Regions from separate parts of the Mus musculus genome. Here regions 2 and 3 are each linked to region 1. Evidence: chromatin contacts called from public Hi-C and HiChIP or PLAC-seq data. All regions are on one chromosome and are shown on one strand. The core of a region is the stretch at or near the end of the contact, and the rest is flanking DNA. Distances in the headings are between cores, read along the strand shown. Region 1 has its middle 230 kb from the start of Adamts6. Region 2 overlaps Cwc27 (CWC27 spliceosome-associated protein). Region 3 overlaps Adamts6 (a disintegrin-like and metallopeptidase (reprolysin type) with thrombospondin type 1 motif, 6).

Evidence for each region. Hi-C and Micro-C count contacts between places; a contact is called where the count stands out from the background. HiChIP or PLAC-seq counts read pairs in DNA pulled down with a chosen protein or histone mark.
Region 2: a contact with region 1 is called in a Hi-C map of uterus, with 2.6 times the contacts expected there. The contact joins two enhancer-like sites. A contact is called at or near these places in 4 of 484 Hi-C or Micro-C datasets (cerebral cortex, granulosa cells and uterus), 4 of 115 datasets of contacts at active chromatin or transcription factors (embryonic fibroblasts, embryonic stem cells, heart atrium and 1 more) and 1 of 9 other capture datasets (embryonic stem cells).
Region 3: an H3K27ac HiChIP or PLAC-seq map of embryonic fibroblasts shows a contact between it and region 1, with 34 read pairs. The contact joins two enhancer-like sites. A contact is called at or near these places in 1 of 484 Hi-C or Micro-C datasets (myocytes), 1 of 115 datasets of contacts at active chromatin or transcription factors (embryonic fibroblasts) and 1 of 9 other capture datasets (embryonic stem cells).

What each region holds. Positions count from the first base shown.
Region 1 is chr13:104,516,808-104,521,251 of GRCm38.p6, reverse strand. No RefSeq gene overlaps it. Among named protein-coding and RNA genes, the nearest start is that of Adamts6, 230 kb to the right of the region's middle. Within about 2 kb of position 2,706, at least 215 of the 459 cell types and tissues checked have an H3K27ac peak or open chromatin away from gene starts, as enhancers often do. A contact at or near this core is called in embryonic fibroblasts, heart atrium and uterus, where this site is marked.
Region 2 is chr13:104,631,143-104,635,586 of GRCm38.p6, reverse strand. It overlaps Cwc27 (CWC27 spliceosome-associated protein), which reads left to right. Exons shown (of 14, transcript NM_026072.1): 14 at 3,849-4,260. The coding sequence ends at 4,011. Among named protein-coding and RNA genes, the nearest start is that of Cwc27, 180 kb to the left of the region's middle. Within about 2 kb of position 2,591, at least 38 of the 459 cell types and tissues checked have an H3K27ac peak or open chromatin away from gene starts, as enhancers often do. A contact at or near this core is called in heart atrium and uterus, where this site is marked.
Region 3 is chr13:104,446,032-104,450,475 of GRCm38.p6, reverse strand. The region is part of intron 20 of Adamts6 (a disintegrin-like and metallopeptidase (reprolysin type) with thrombospondin type 1 motif, 6); the gene reads right to left. Among named protein-coding and RNA genes, the nearest start is that of Adamts6, 160 kb to the right of the region's middle. Within about 2 kb of position 1,910, at least 22 of the 459 cell types and tissues checked have an H3K27ac peak or open chromatin away from gene starts, as enhancers often do. A contact at or near this core is called in embryonic fibroblasts, where this site is marked.

The DNA of each region.
Region 1 (4,444 bases), core at 1,457-3,956:
TGTCTACAAGGGATGATCTAGATTAGTTTAATTGAAATGCAAAGACACACCCCAATGGTGGACTTTACCATTCCTTGGGCTTGGGCCCTGGATTGCATAAAAAGGAGAAACCTAGCTATGTACCAGCATTCTTTGCTCCCTTCTTCCTGCCTGTAGGCACAATGTCACCAGCTGGTCTCTTGCACCTGCCACCATGCCTTCTCTACAATGATGGAAGGTATCCCTTCAAACTGTAAGCCAGAACACGTGTTTTCTCCCTTAAATTGCTTTTTTTTTCCAGGTATTTTTGTCACAACAACAAGAAAACCAGTTAGAGCACATAGATGGAAGTGTAAAGAAGAGATGTAGCACCCAACATTTGTCATCGCTTACCACAGTGACAATGAGCAAAGTGCCCTCAGGAGCAGAGGTGAAGTCCATGAATTGACATGACAATAGATAAATACTCAGGGTCTCTATACTGCTGCATATCCAACCTGCCAGCAACAGACTTGGATACGTTCTCATCCCTCAAGCTGACCTGTGAGTCACTTGCTTGACTACTCTGAGTGCCTTCCACTGTGGAAGGGCTGATGATTCACTCTGAGATAAATACATGGTCTGAGTGGTAGGAGTTCACGATTCCCTGAAGAATGATACCCTGGTCTCAAATAGTGTGTAAACACAAAGAGTGTTTTATTCTGCAGAAGTTCAGCATGTTAGGGTCTCACATTACCAAGATAGAGAGATAAGCAAGTGAACTCGCAGGCCAGACTTAAAGCACATTAGGGGAAGCACATTATCTTGCTTCATCTCTAGGGACATTCCAGAACCATTACCTGGGTGTGGGGGCTAGAAACTGTTGCTGGAGAGGTCTGGAAACTACTGTTGACCCAATTGTCCGTGCCTCAGACCAGGTGGCAGGGCAGCTTCTGAGGCCTGGACTTGCCTGGACTTGCCCAGTTCTTGGAAACAAGGATGTAGGCCTCGTCTCCTGAACTGCCAATCTGAAGCCTGTCATGGAGTCAGCCTAGCCTTCTCAGGTTTAACTTTGTATTTCATTTCTGCAGAGCTCTACCTGACCAAACTATCACCTATGGAAATATTCACTCTGATAGCATGGAAATCCGTAACATTGCAGTAAACCAGGGACCTACTACATGGCAAAAAGTTTGCAGCCACGGACTTTGGCATAAACTCTACTGGTCATAACACCCACAAGTCAGAAGCTTTCACTTATGAGAGACAGGATTGTCTCAACACCACATCCCATGATTTGGGTATTACTTTGACTAAAGTTATTTATATGCATCTGTGGTCCACTGAAGAACTACAGGGTCTTGAAATTAAAAAGGTAGAAACCAGGGTAGCTCAGAGACTCTTATTAAAATAATCGAATATTCCAGGTGTTCCTTGAATCGAGGGACACCCCCCCCCCCCCATGTTCAATGATCCAAACTACATAATTATCATCCTGGACCCAGTTCTCATCTCAAACTCCATTACAATTTTTGTGTATGATATCAAGCCTTACAAGCTCCACCTGTACTTACTTTAAGGTACAACTTACAAGTATCTACCTAAAATTCTCTTTGGTGTTTCTACTGTCCTGTTTGTATTTTGAGTCTGTTGTCTTTGTATTTATCACTGTGACTTGGGCTTACTCCTAAATTCCTCCCAACCTTTGCCGAGATAAAGTCTTTCGTATGCTAATAAGGTGCTGGTGATTGGCAGTTCTGGGACACTTTCTGGTGGAACTGACCGCCAGAAGGAGGCGAGATAAGTTGGGACTTTCACCTCCACCACGTGACCGCAAATGGAGGAGACAGAACTTGAGGGTTAAATTAGTCACCAAGCAGCCCCCTTTATAGTGGACCAAGCCTACCTGGTTGTTGCCAGGAACTGTGGGGGTGCAGTTTAGACGGGATACCAACTGTGAACTCATCCCTTTTCCAATCTCCGGCTATCTACACTTGAGAAGCAGTTAACTTGCTATTTTGTGGTGGGAGTTATTTTCGCTTGATTGCAGTGAACCCAGGAGGGTCTGAAGTCCTTTCTGCTGGTTGAATTCCCATGGGCTCGGAGCCTCCCACCCCCATCCCAGCCTGTGAGGCTCCACTCACGTTGCTTTCCTGGCACCAGAAAAATTCTGCAAGAATAATGAATTTATTGTTAAATCCGCTCTTCCGGCAAAAGCTGCCATTGCTGCCCCGGAAACATCTTTACATCACAAAAGTATTGGTCTCCTTTTAAAGTGAATGAATAAATGAACCAAAATACCAATGCTTTCATTTCCTGGACTCCAAAGCCATGCTTACAGTAATAAAAGACAAACCAGTGTAACTAAGTATAGATGAAAGAGGGTGGAGTTACCTAGTGAAACTCACATGTAAAAGCTCCCTTGGCTGAAAGACAGACCTGTCGGGATACGAAATTGGCATTTCAGAGCCATGTAATTTATGTAAATGAGACTCTGAAAGGTATTTTATCTTGGTCATGTGCATAATCTGAAAAGAAAAAACCATCAAGATCCTCCCTGAAGATCATCGCTTCCCGCTGCAGCTTTCTGGGTGATTTATCAAGATACTGGACATGAGGCCACTCCTTTAAGTGGTGGACAGTTTAAATTCCATAATTCTGACCACTTCTGAGCACCGAGTCTGGGCCTGGAGTCCTCCCTAAGCCCTGGGCCACTGCTTGCGTGAACAATGGGCCCACAGCTGCCTCCGCGCAGCCGCAGTGGGCTGCAGCCAGCCTGACTGGGAATGATTAGCCTTCTCCAGGCAGCTCTTCCCCCCACCGAGTCGCTGGCAAGGATCCGGCTTGGAGACAGCTCGTGTGTGCTCCTGGCGCGGCGTCTGCTGTTGTCATAGATGTCTGGGGGAGCCTGGCGGGCCCCTTGCAGCGGAGCTTCAGGACAAACGGGGGGTTTCATGGGGGTGGAAGGGATAGGGTGGGGTGGAGGCGTCTGTCCTGAGTGTGATTCCATGCAGGGGTGAAGAAGCTGGTCGGAGAAATAAACTAGAAAAAGGTCCCAGCCACGCAGGAGCCCAGGAATGCCAGGGTCGGGTTTCTTTGGCCCGGAAGTCATGGACCTCAATAACCTACCGAGGACCCTAGCTAGGGCGCTTCATTGTAGTTGACCTGAGACCTCTTGGCTGTCTAAAAGCCAGCTGTAAAACAAAACTTCACATCAAAGGACAGATGTGGCTGGGAGCAAGTTACCCATACAGTGCTAAAGCTCAGAGGGCTCTGTTTTCCTGGGCGTTAGATTCCCAACACCCCACAGGCACGGGAATGAAGACATACAAAGCCTTGGGGGGGCGGGAGCGGTTACTCGCAAACTAGTGATCTCCCTTTCTTCCTTTAAAGATTTTATTTTTATTTATTTTATGTATGAGTGCCCTGTTACTGTCTTCAGACACACCAGAAGAGGGCACCAGATCCTATTACAGATGGTTGCGGGCCACCGTGTGGTTGCTGGGAATTGAACTCAGGGTGAGCAACCAGTGCTTTTAGCCCCTGACCCATCTCTCCAGCCCTTTTCTTTCCTTTTATTGATTGGGGTGGACTCTAGGGGCTCCTGTTTGCTGAAATCGTGTTTTACCTCTAAGGTATACCCAACCATGGGCAGGTTATGGTTTTAAGTTTTAAGATCTTTCTTAACAAATCCTTATTTCGAGCTTCGGAGTTACTCAAATCATTTGCCCACCTGGAAGTCAAGAGATTCTGTTTCCAGACTCTGTTTCTCACTAGGAAAGGGTGCTAGCTAGCATTGCAGTCTGCAGATAACATCTAAAAGGGGAAAAAAATTACATAAATAAAACTGAAGAGAAGAAATCATTTGGGAGTAACCCTATCCCCTCAAAACTTGATAAGATCTAAGACACCTCAATCCCCTACGACAAGTGGGAACCTGCGCACTGACCTACACGGTCCAAAATGGCCTACTCAATAGGGGTTTGTCTCCCCCCCCCCCCTTCAAACACAAAGCCCCTAACTGTTAACAGGTCATTTTTAAGTGGCACTGTAGCTCTTTCTTTTAACTGGTACAAAACAATCCCTTGCATCATGAAGGATGACTCACTCCAGGACCCAGACGTCCCTATGGTATCTGATTTCTTCCCCAGACACTTAGATATGACCCTGGGTCAGAAGAGCTTTTCACCCTGGTCATATTTTTCTTCCTTGTTTAATTCAACATTGTTTTGTACTTATAAGGAATTGTTACCCTAATAATCTTCCTGCCAAATTGGCCTTAATATAATCCACCTATCACTGACCGACTACAAGAGAAAAATTAAACAAACGTTTTGCTGTTGTCCCTTCTCCCCTGGGGTGGAGCTTCTGAAGCCAGAAAGCCACTTGGATCGTGTATACAACGTTGGTAATTGCATTCCTAGATTCTACAAAATGCCACAGTACTCTCCAGACTCCAAAATAGCTGTTGCAAACAATGACAATT
Region 2 (4,444 bases), core at 1,342-3,841, 110 kb before region 1:
AATCTGTCTTCCCAGTTATGTGAGAACTTTAATACTGTTAGCGAAGTCAGCAAAGAACACTTGATTACTTTTGTTTATGCTTTTGCTCAGTCCCACATCAAAGTAAAATTCCTTGTTTAATACCACTCAAGATAGGAAACCTCCATTTTCTGAAATGGAACCACCACCATCAGTGCTTTTATTTGAGAATCTGAGCCTATGCTGAAGATTGTGTTCATCAGAACTAAGTTTCTGTCTTTTCCTTCCAGTAAACAAGTTCTGAAATTCTCACATGTAAATGATTAGTGTATAATTAATTCCACAAGAATTCATTGCTCTGATTGGTCCAGTTTTATAACAGTCAACAAGTGGACAGGGCTGAGTTATTGGGATGTACAAAACTGAACTATAAGTTCTTAGTCTGCATGTGTGCCCTCACAGGAGTCTGAAGTGTGGGCATGCTTTCAATTCATACAACACGTGATTTATGGAGGCACAGAGGTCAGGAGTTTATTATACCCAAAATCATAATAACTATTCTGTTTTCCCTTTAAAAATGAAGTGACCAAAGCATGTTGAAAGATAAATGGGTGAACTGTTTTTTGCTGTTAAAGATTCAGTATTATTGTGGAGTAGCCAGCCATCCTAAGTGTTATGGTATTAAATCTGAAGTAGTCTGTAAGCTGAGAGCCCCTTCTTTCCTCTGGGTTTAAGATTGCTATTAATCAAAATGTTGGACCTGTGTAGTGCAGTGCGTATGAAACAAACAGTTGAAGCAGACGGCTCCTTTAATTTATGGCTTTCTGTGTTTTTCAGATTTGTGAGAGAAGGTTTCTTCCTGTAGACTTGGTTCTGTGGCTCACATGCCTAAATTTCATTTCTTATACCAGAGCCAACCAGGTCCAATAGTTGCAAGATTACCTCGTGGCATTGAAAGGAGGAAGGTACCTTTTTATGTTTTTAATTGACAACATCTGGAAAAGTCATTTTGAAACTTGGATAGTTTCTACTGGAAATAGGTGTTATTAAAAAATCTGTATTGGAGGGAGAATATGGGATCACTTTTTAAACAGAACAATGAATTTCGGTAAAGGTTAATTATCTAACTAGGTAGTGGGGTACGTGAAGCATCAACCTAGAACTCTTAAATGAAATTGTTTTGAGGGGCATGAGATTCCAGCATAAGCTTCCAGGTGTAAGCCGTTAAGGGCTCTCAGTGCAGGACTTGAGCTCCTGTCCTGTGTAAAGGGCCTTGAGCAGGACAGCCTTGCTGATAGATAGCTCCAATGCACTTGCTCCCCTTCCCTTCCAGTAACACACTCAGAATTCCTAGAGTGCCCTTTGCAAGGTGCATGGAAGAGACATCAGGAGTGTTGAAGAGGAGGCCTCTCTTCACACAGTGCATTACTGACATGAAAAATAGCTGTACTTTATTCACTGTCTCCCAAGGTCTTAGTTAGGGTTTCTATTGCTGTGACAAAGCACCATAACCAAAAAGTAAGTTGAGGAAGAAAGGGTTTATTATTTGTCGTATACCTCCACATCATCAAAGGAAGGAGGAGAGGAACTGAGCAGCTGATGCAGAGACCATGAGGGTTACTGTTTGGAGACTTGATCCTCGTGGCTTGTTAAGTATACTTTCTCATAGAACTCAGAACCACCAGCCTAGGGATGCACAATGGGCTGTCCCTCCCTTCCCCCACCAACCAAGAAAATGCCTACAGCCTGATCTTATGGAGACATTTTCTCAGTTGAGGTACCCTCCCTTCCTGTAACTCTCGACCGTATCACGTGTAGTTAAGACTGTCTAGCATACCACGTAAGGCAAGTCGCAGACATTATGTTAGTCTGGGACGAGAATTGCTTGGGGGTCAGCACCACCTTCAGAAGTAGAGGCTGTTGCTGTTCCCTGGCTTTCAGAAGCATGAGGTTGGTACTGGTAGTTGGCTTTCCCAGTGACACCAACTGTCACTGATCCAATAGACCTAGGTAAGTCATCATCAATTGGTTAGGTCCAGTTTGTGTTTCCAGCTGATCCTACTGGCTCCTTGTTTCCATGGCTATGGAAAAGTCAGCCCTTTTCAGTGAATTGGGCACTCTCAGAAGCTAATGCCTAAATGAACACCATAGGCTCTGGGAGAAGCCACATTCAAATCCAATGGTTGTAGGCTGCATTTTCCAATTGACAGTGCTTCCTGGAGCAATGAAACTGTTAGAAGTCAGCTTTCTCACACTGCCTGGCATAATCCTATGTTGCAATCAGTTATTAAATCAGAACAAGCAGTGCATTATTAATAATATATACCACTGTGAATGTGGTTTACCTCATTTAAATATGATGTTGGTCATCTGTGTGTCACTGACACAACATCGATGCAACCTTCCAAAGTAGAAGAGATGGAGGTGGTGGTGGCCATGTGCTACTGAATCTTCAGAATGACAGTATCTATAATGCTTTCTTTTCCTTACAAATCCCTTTGAGAATCTTCAAAATCTGAGCACAGACTTTCCCGTACAAATAAATGTCACTCTCCATCTCTGCAGCTGCAGGGAAAGAGCGACAGCTCCTGACAGGGCCAACTGCCCAAATCTCTGCTGATACAAATCAAAGGAAGCCTGTGTCATATGTGAGCTGAGGCAAGTCAGAGTGCTGGCATAGCAAGGGCTGTATGCAGGGTTGTATTCTGTCTGCTGTTGTGAAGGATGCACTAATATGCTGATTGGATTGTTTATTAAATAGCTAGTAGAAAATTCACATCACTTGTTTGTTAAACCGAATCTTTTTCTTTCCTATCTCACCAAGTTGCCCTGATGCCTAGTCTTTTGACCACCCCCTACCCCACCCCACCCTCCGTTTATCTCTGATGCCTCACAGTGGGGCACAGCTAATCACTGGCACAGTTCCCTGCTGCTAATGATAGCTAGCTTATGACCACTTAGGAATCAAGCACATGCTGATACTTTAAGACCAGTAAGCGTTTGTTAAAGTAGGAAGACAGGGTTGTGAGATTTGCTGTAGTCAACAGTAAGAGGAGAAAGTTAGTTCATGGAGTTATGCCAGAAATTTCATTCCTTTGTGCGTAGAAAAACTCAGCCCCTCCCAGAAGACAGCCACAATCCCACTTGAACACGACTCTCAATTACTTTTTAAACTTCTGTTTGTGGATGCAGACTTTTGTTCTGTTTGTCACTGCTTATTTGGTTTTCGTTAATTTGCTAACGGTGCTGGAACCCAGGGCTTTATGTCTGCAAGGCAAATGTTCTCCCGTGAGGCAAATGAGCTACACATCAGCCCTAATATTTAAAGATTGGATTTTGTTGCTGTTGTTGTTGTTGCTGCTGCTGTTGTTGTTGCTTTGTTTTGTTTTTGTTTTGTTTTTATAGAAACCCTTGCTCTTGACCCTTTAAACCACTAAAAACACAACCATCAGATAGGTCTGGTTATTAGCTGGCAGCTTGCTCCACTCCTGGCTTTCCATGATTGAGTGTACTGTTCAAAGAAAGAGGACCAAGTTCCAAATATGGATTTAGGAGACTCCAGGGTCGAGATCACAGCCTCCCACCAAGGGAGGAACTCAGAGTGAGCATGGGAGACTCCTGGAAAGGCAGAGCAGTACAGCAGACAGAGTCCAGGCCTGCTTTCCAGAGTTTGCTTTGTTTCTGTTACGCAGTTCTGGGGAGCCAAGCCCAAGACTTTGCTAGGCCAGCTCTGCCGCTGGGCAAAGCTCCTGGCCTCAGCTTCGTTCTGTGGGACTGCTCTCCAGGTGGGATGAGCGCTGCCTGGCTCCCTGTGCCACAGAGAGTGGGGTAGAGAGCTTCCATGGTGGGTCCCAGCCTGAATTAACCAGGCCATCTCTTCTCCCCCTTAGGATGTCACATGTGCTCCAGTTTGAAGACAAAACCAGAAAAGTGAAAGATGCAAGCATGCAGGACTCAGACACATTTGAAATCTATGATCCTCGGAACCCAGTGAACAAAAGGAGACGGGAAGAGAGCAAAAAGCTGTTGAGAGAGAAGAAGGAAAGGCGGTGAGAGCCAGAGCGGTGATGCCAGAGTGGTGGCCCCTGTGGGGTGTCCTGTCACAGCCATGTCTATGGAATCGCAGAGGCGGTGGGAAGGCTGTCAGAGCCTGTGTTCTGATTTTTCAGAAAACAGGTCTCTCCTTTTGTAAATCTGGAATGATGTAAGAAAATGCTTTTGGTTACTGATACATTTTTCCCTAATTGACCTTTTCTATTACTAAATCTGAAATAAAATCAGTTTCTTTCCAGTTTAAATGTTAACCATTTGCAGATTGCATTAGCATGTCTCTGCCTCTCTACCCTGAAATGGGTGAAGGAGTCTTGTTCAGTTGTTTTATAAGAGGTGCTCACAGAAAGAATAAGGGAAACTTCCCTGATACCTTAATGCAAAATCAAAATTATAAAATAAAATCATTGACATTGATGGGTTTTTTTGCATATAA
Region 3 (4,444 bases), core at 661-3,160, 70 kb after region 1:
ATTCATTCTCTAAGAAACAGTACTGTCCTAAAAAGGGGTTCCTTTTAAATTAAAGCTACCAAAAGAAGTGCTAGGAATTTTCATAAACACTGAGGTATAACAGGAGTTGCACACTTCTGACATTCTAACTTGTAGATCAAGTTGGTTGACTATAACAGCCATTTATAAGTTGAGCAAATCTTATTCAAACTGCTTGAGACCTGAAGTGCTTCCAATTTATATTAATGTAGACGTTACAATATTTGCATAGAGTTTACTGGTTGAGCTTTCTTAACCTGAAAAATCTCACCTCCAAAACGCTCTAAAATACTGAATTCTGGTGGTGTCCTCAGATCTGGGATGCTCTGCTCCTATTCATTTTAGTTATGTAAGTATCAGAGAAAGTTGAAATTGCAATGAAAACCTTCGCAAACTGTTTAGCACAGTTGCAATTAGTTTTAAAAGTATTAATTAGATGTGATAAATGATCCACCAGGTAAATAAAAAACATAAACAAACTGAGCTCCAAATATACAGCCTATGGCATGTCCAAGTCAATGGCCACACTAATTAGAATCATGGGTTGCCACTTTCCCATTTTCCCAATCCACTCAATGATGTTGGTCTCTGTTTCCCACCCCAAATGCTCACTCCTGAATCTCATCAATCTTTGAACTTAACTGGTAGCCAATTAATAAGAGATGTTAGCTTTCTGAGGGCTAAAACTTTTAATCCATATCAATAATTTTTAATTATGGACTGCACCTTAGAATTTTCCAGGGATCTTTAAAAAATTGATGTTCAGACTAGACTCCTAACCATTTATAAAAGATGGAGTGTCAGAGGGAGTCCAAGTATCAGGACCTCAGGAGCATTTAGAGTCCTGGTCTTTCCAACCTGTGGCAAGTTAAGAACTGATTTTGGGGGAAAGTTTTTGAACAAACTCAAGATGGTGAAGGAGATACTTGGGTGGATATATAGCAAGTTACTCTATAAAGGTGCTAAGTGGTGAAGAGAAAGCAATTATTATTATTAGAGAAACACTATGTTAAAATATTACTAACTAGCCTCTACAGCTGCATCTCTAATTTAAAAGTTATTTAAATTGAAGTTTACTTATGTAATAAAGTTAATCATAGCAAAGATTATTTAGTGTGGTTGTTCAGGATGATTAAAGGATACCAGGTATCACAATATATTTTATAAACTATACATTTTTCACTTGTTATTAAACAGCCACATGGCAAAGTCACCTGTAATTAAATAAAGATTATCATGTGGCTTTACTAGGCATTTGGATCTAGCCTAGTTACTGACACAAGGCTCCTAAACTATCAAGACCCGTGCTCCTGAGTCAGAAACAGTTTGTTTTAAACTGTGTGTTTTAAGAAACTCTCCTAGTAGTTGTCCCTTAACTTTGCCCCTAAGTATTGCCCCTTAACTTTGATTGCTGGAGAAGGGAGTTTGAATGGGATTGTGGGAAACACACACTCATACAAATATTGGTAAAGAGGAGGCAGGCGATGACTGAAGCCAGTGGGTAAGGATAAAGTAATTGCTAGTTTTACCACCAAAAGCCATGGAGCAAATGTTATATGGCATGATTTACTATTTCAAGACAGGTTCTGCATTTTTATCATAAAATAATATACTTTCAGAATTAAGCTGACCTTAATTAATTAACACATGATTATGATCATTAATTCAATGGTAGCACGTTGGGAACTCATTTAAATTACACAGTACATAATCTCTTGGATAAGGCATAAAGAAACAAATTCTAGAAGAAGTAACAAGGTTTATGAAAGAAGGAAAGTCTTAATTTAGTGAGTTTTTCACAGAATAATTAGTTTATCTGGAAGTCACATTAATCCTGAAGACAACACCTCATAGCATCTTAATGTTCCTGATCAACTCAAGGAAGTGCTTCATCACTGACTAGAGTAACTGACTCATCGCCAATGTTTCCTGTATATTAGATTTGTCATCAGGTCTGCTAAGCTACAGAAAAACAGTTTTTAATTTCTTATCTTAAAATATCTCATCATAGAAAACTATCATTCTTGTTCCCTGACTCACAGTTCAAAAGGCCTTGATGTCAGTAAAGTCTGTCTAGAACATTGATGAACAATAACACAAAGGAGTCTTAGGAGACTCCAGCTACAAGGTTTTTTTGAGAGTTCTTCTGGTGCCTTTTTCATTTAAATTCTTGAGAGCTTCAAGGATCCCAGTACTTCCCAGTACCTCCCTCGGAAGATCAAAGTAAAATGTCATAATTAATAACTGACTTTAATTTTTATATCCCTAGTTTCTGAGTCTAGTTTCTAAGTCCTTTTTGCCATTGTGGTAAATGATTCTGAACTCTTCTTTGATTAACATTCCTGAGCCCTAAGGAACTTTACTTCTTTCAAATATACACTTCAAGTATTTAAAATATCTGGAATTAACAGTAGAGGCACATATAGGAAAAATAAGTTCAATAGCTGGTATCTATAATATGTTATCTACCCTAGGACACCCAATTTCCTACAGTGGGAAAAGAAGATGTATACATACTTTTTGATCACTAGTTTTAGTTGTCAAATTGATACAATCTAGTATCACCTGGAAAGGGAATCTCAGTGAAGAACTGATTAGACTAGGCTGGCCTGTGGGCATGTCTGAGGGGGATTGTATTGATTAATAGGAAAGCATACCCACTGTGGGTGACACCATTCCCTGGGAAAGGGCTATTAAACAAAGCAAGTGGAGCACTGGATGCATGCATGCATTGTTTGTGCTCTGCTCTTGACTGTGAATGTAATTTGAGTAGCTGCTTCAAGTTCCTGTGTGTTGACTTTTGGCTTCACTGTCAGGATGGACTGTAACTTATAACTGTGATTAAATAGATTCTTTCTTATGCTGTTTTTGTCAGAGTATTTTATCACATCAACTGGAAATGAAAATAAGGCATTTGTCAAAATTATTGCCTCATGGCTTTATGAGTGCTTATAAGCACTTACTGTCTATAAATGCTTTTTCCCCTAGAATGTTTCAGATATTGTTCTAGGAGCAACATGAGCTCTCAAAGATTCAGATTTCAGTGACCAGTCCTTGAAGTCTATATGTCTGCAGTGCTAGGTTTCAGTTGCTCTGAAAGCCAGAAACAGTGATCCAAAATCTTGTGTGAGCAGAGAACCATCTGGAGAGCTTGTGAAAACACAGTCCGTACTCAAAGATTCTCTACAGAAGGTCTGAAATGAAGGCCCCAGATCAGCTTTTCAAATGAATCCCTAACTGAACTGAGGCAGCTGGTCCCCAGATAGCATCTGGATGACCAAGACAAATGACAGTTCTGCACACCACATCTGCCAACTTTCAACCACTGACTTCCCTCTCTCAACAAAAACAATAGCCTCATAATCACTCACACTCAGGCAGAGTTTGGGTTCCCAGAACCACCTCAGATACAAGATCAGTAGCTCCAGAATCAAAGCAGTTTACACTGTGGAAAAGAAACCTCTCCTTCAAGGGGATTTGCTTCCTTCCTGTTTTTCTTTAGTTTTCCTCTTTTTTTTTTAATTCCTTACTGACAAATCATTGCCATTTTTCAATGAGTGTTATAGTAAAGAATAGCTCATTTAAAACTTTCATACTTTTTACTTCAATAATCTCAGTTTTCTTTTGAATTAAGTTTTCAGGCTGCCTCCACTTTTATTGGTCTAGATGCTCTATGAACAAAAAGAATCATGGGTTGAAAAAACATTGGGAATTCATTTAATCTGCCCTTGACCTCCAGCAAGACTGTGTCTAAACCATCCTCAAATATAGCAATTGGTCAAAATAAGAACAGGCAGTAGGGCTCTCATTCAGCATTCTGTTGCATACTTGAAGATACCACCATGCTTCTTTTCCTAAAGCCAGCTGACTTCAGCTTTAGGATATCATTGTTAAAATGCCTACACTTTATGTTATTTGGACTCATCCTTAATAAGTCTTTATTCTACTTTACTAAGAGCCTAACTTAAATATATGTTATCCTAATGAAGACTTTTTGTTGGTAGGTAGAAAGGGGAAGATTAATTTATAGAGTAACTAAAAAGTGATTTAATTAGCAAAGGAAGATTTATGTATAAATATCAGATATAAGTGCAATGGCATTTATGGGAACAAAAAGTGAATTAGTTAAGGGGAATCTGCAGTGGTATTATTCATTGATTTTATTAAAAGAAGTGACGATGCACCATAGTTTTGAAAACTTTATATCATGAGCCATCAGACATCTCACACATGAAATGTGTGCGAACAGAAGAACTTTTAAAATGGCTAACAAGTTCTACTTAACCATGTTTTATGGTATTTCACATAAGTGAATATTAATAGAGCAATATTCATCTTCTTTCTTGATTTTTTTCACGTTGTATTGCCCTTACTACTATAATTAGAGTTATAGTAATGAATGACTTTAATTTTTATGAGTTAAAAT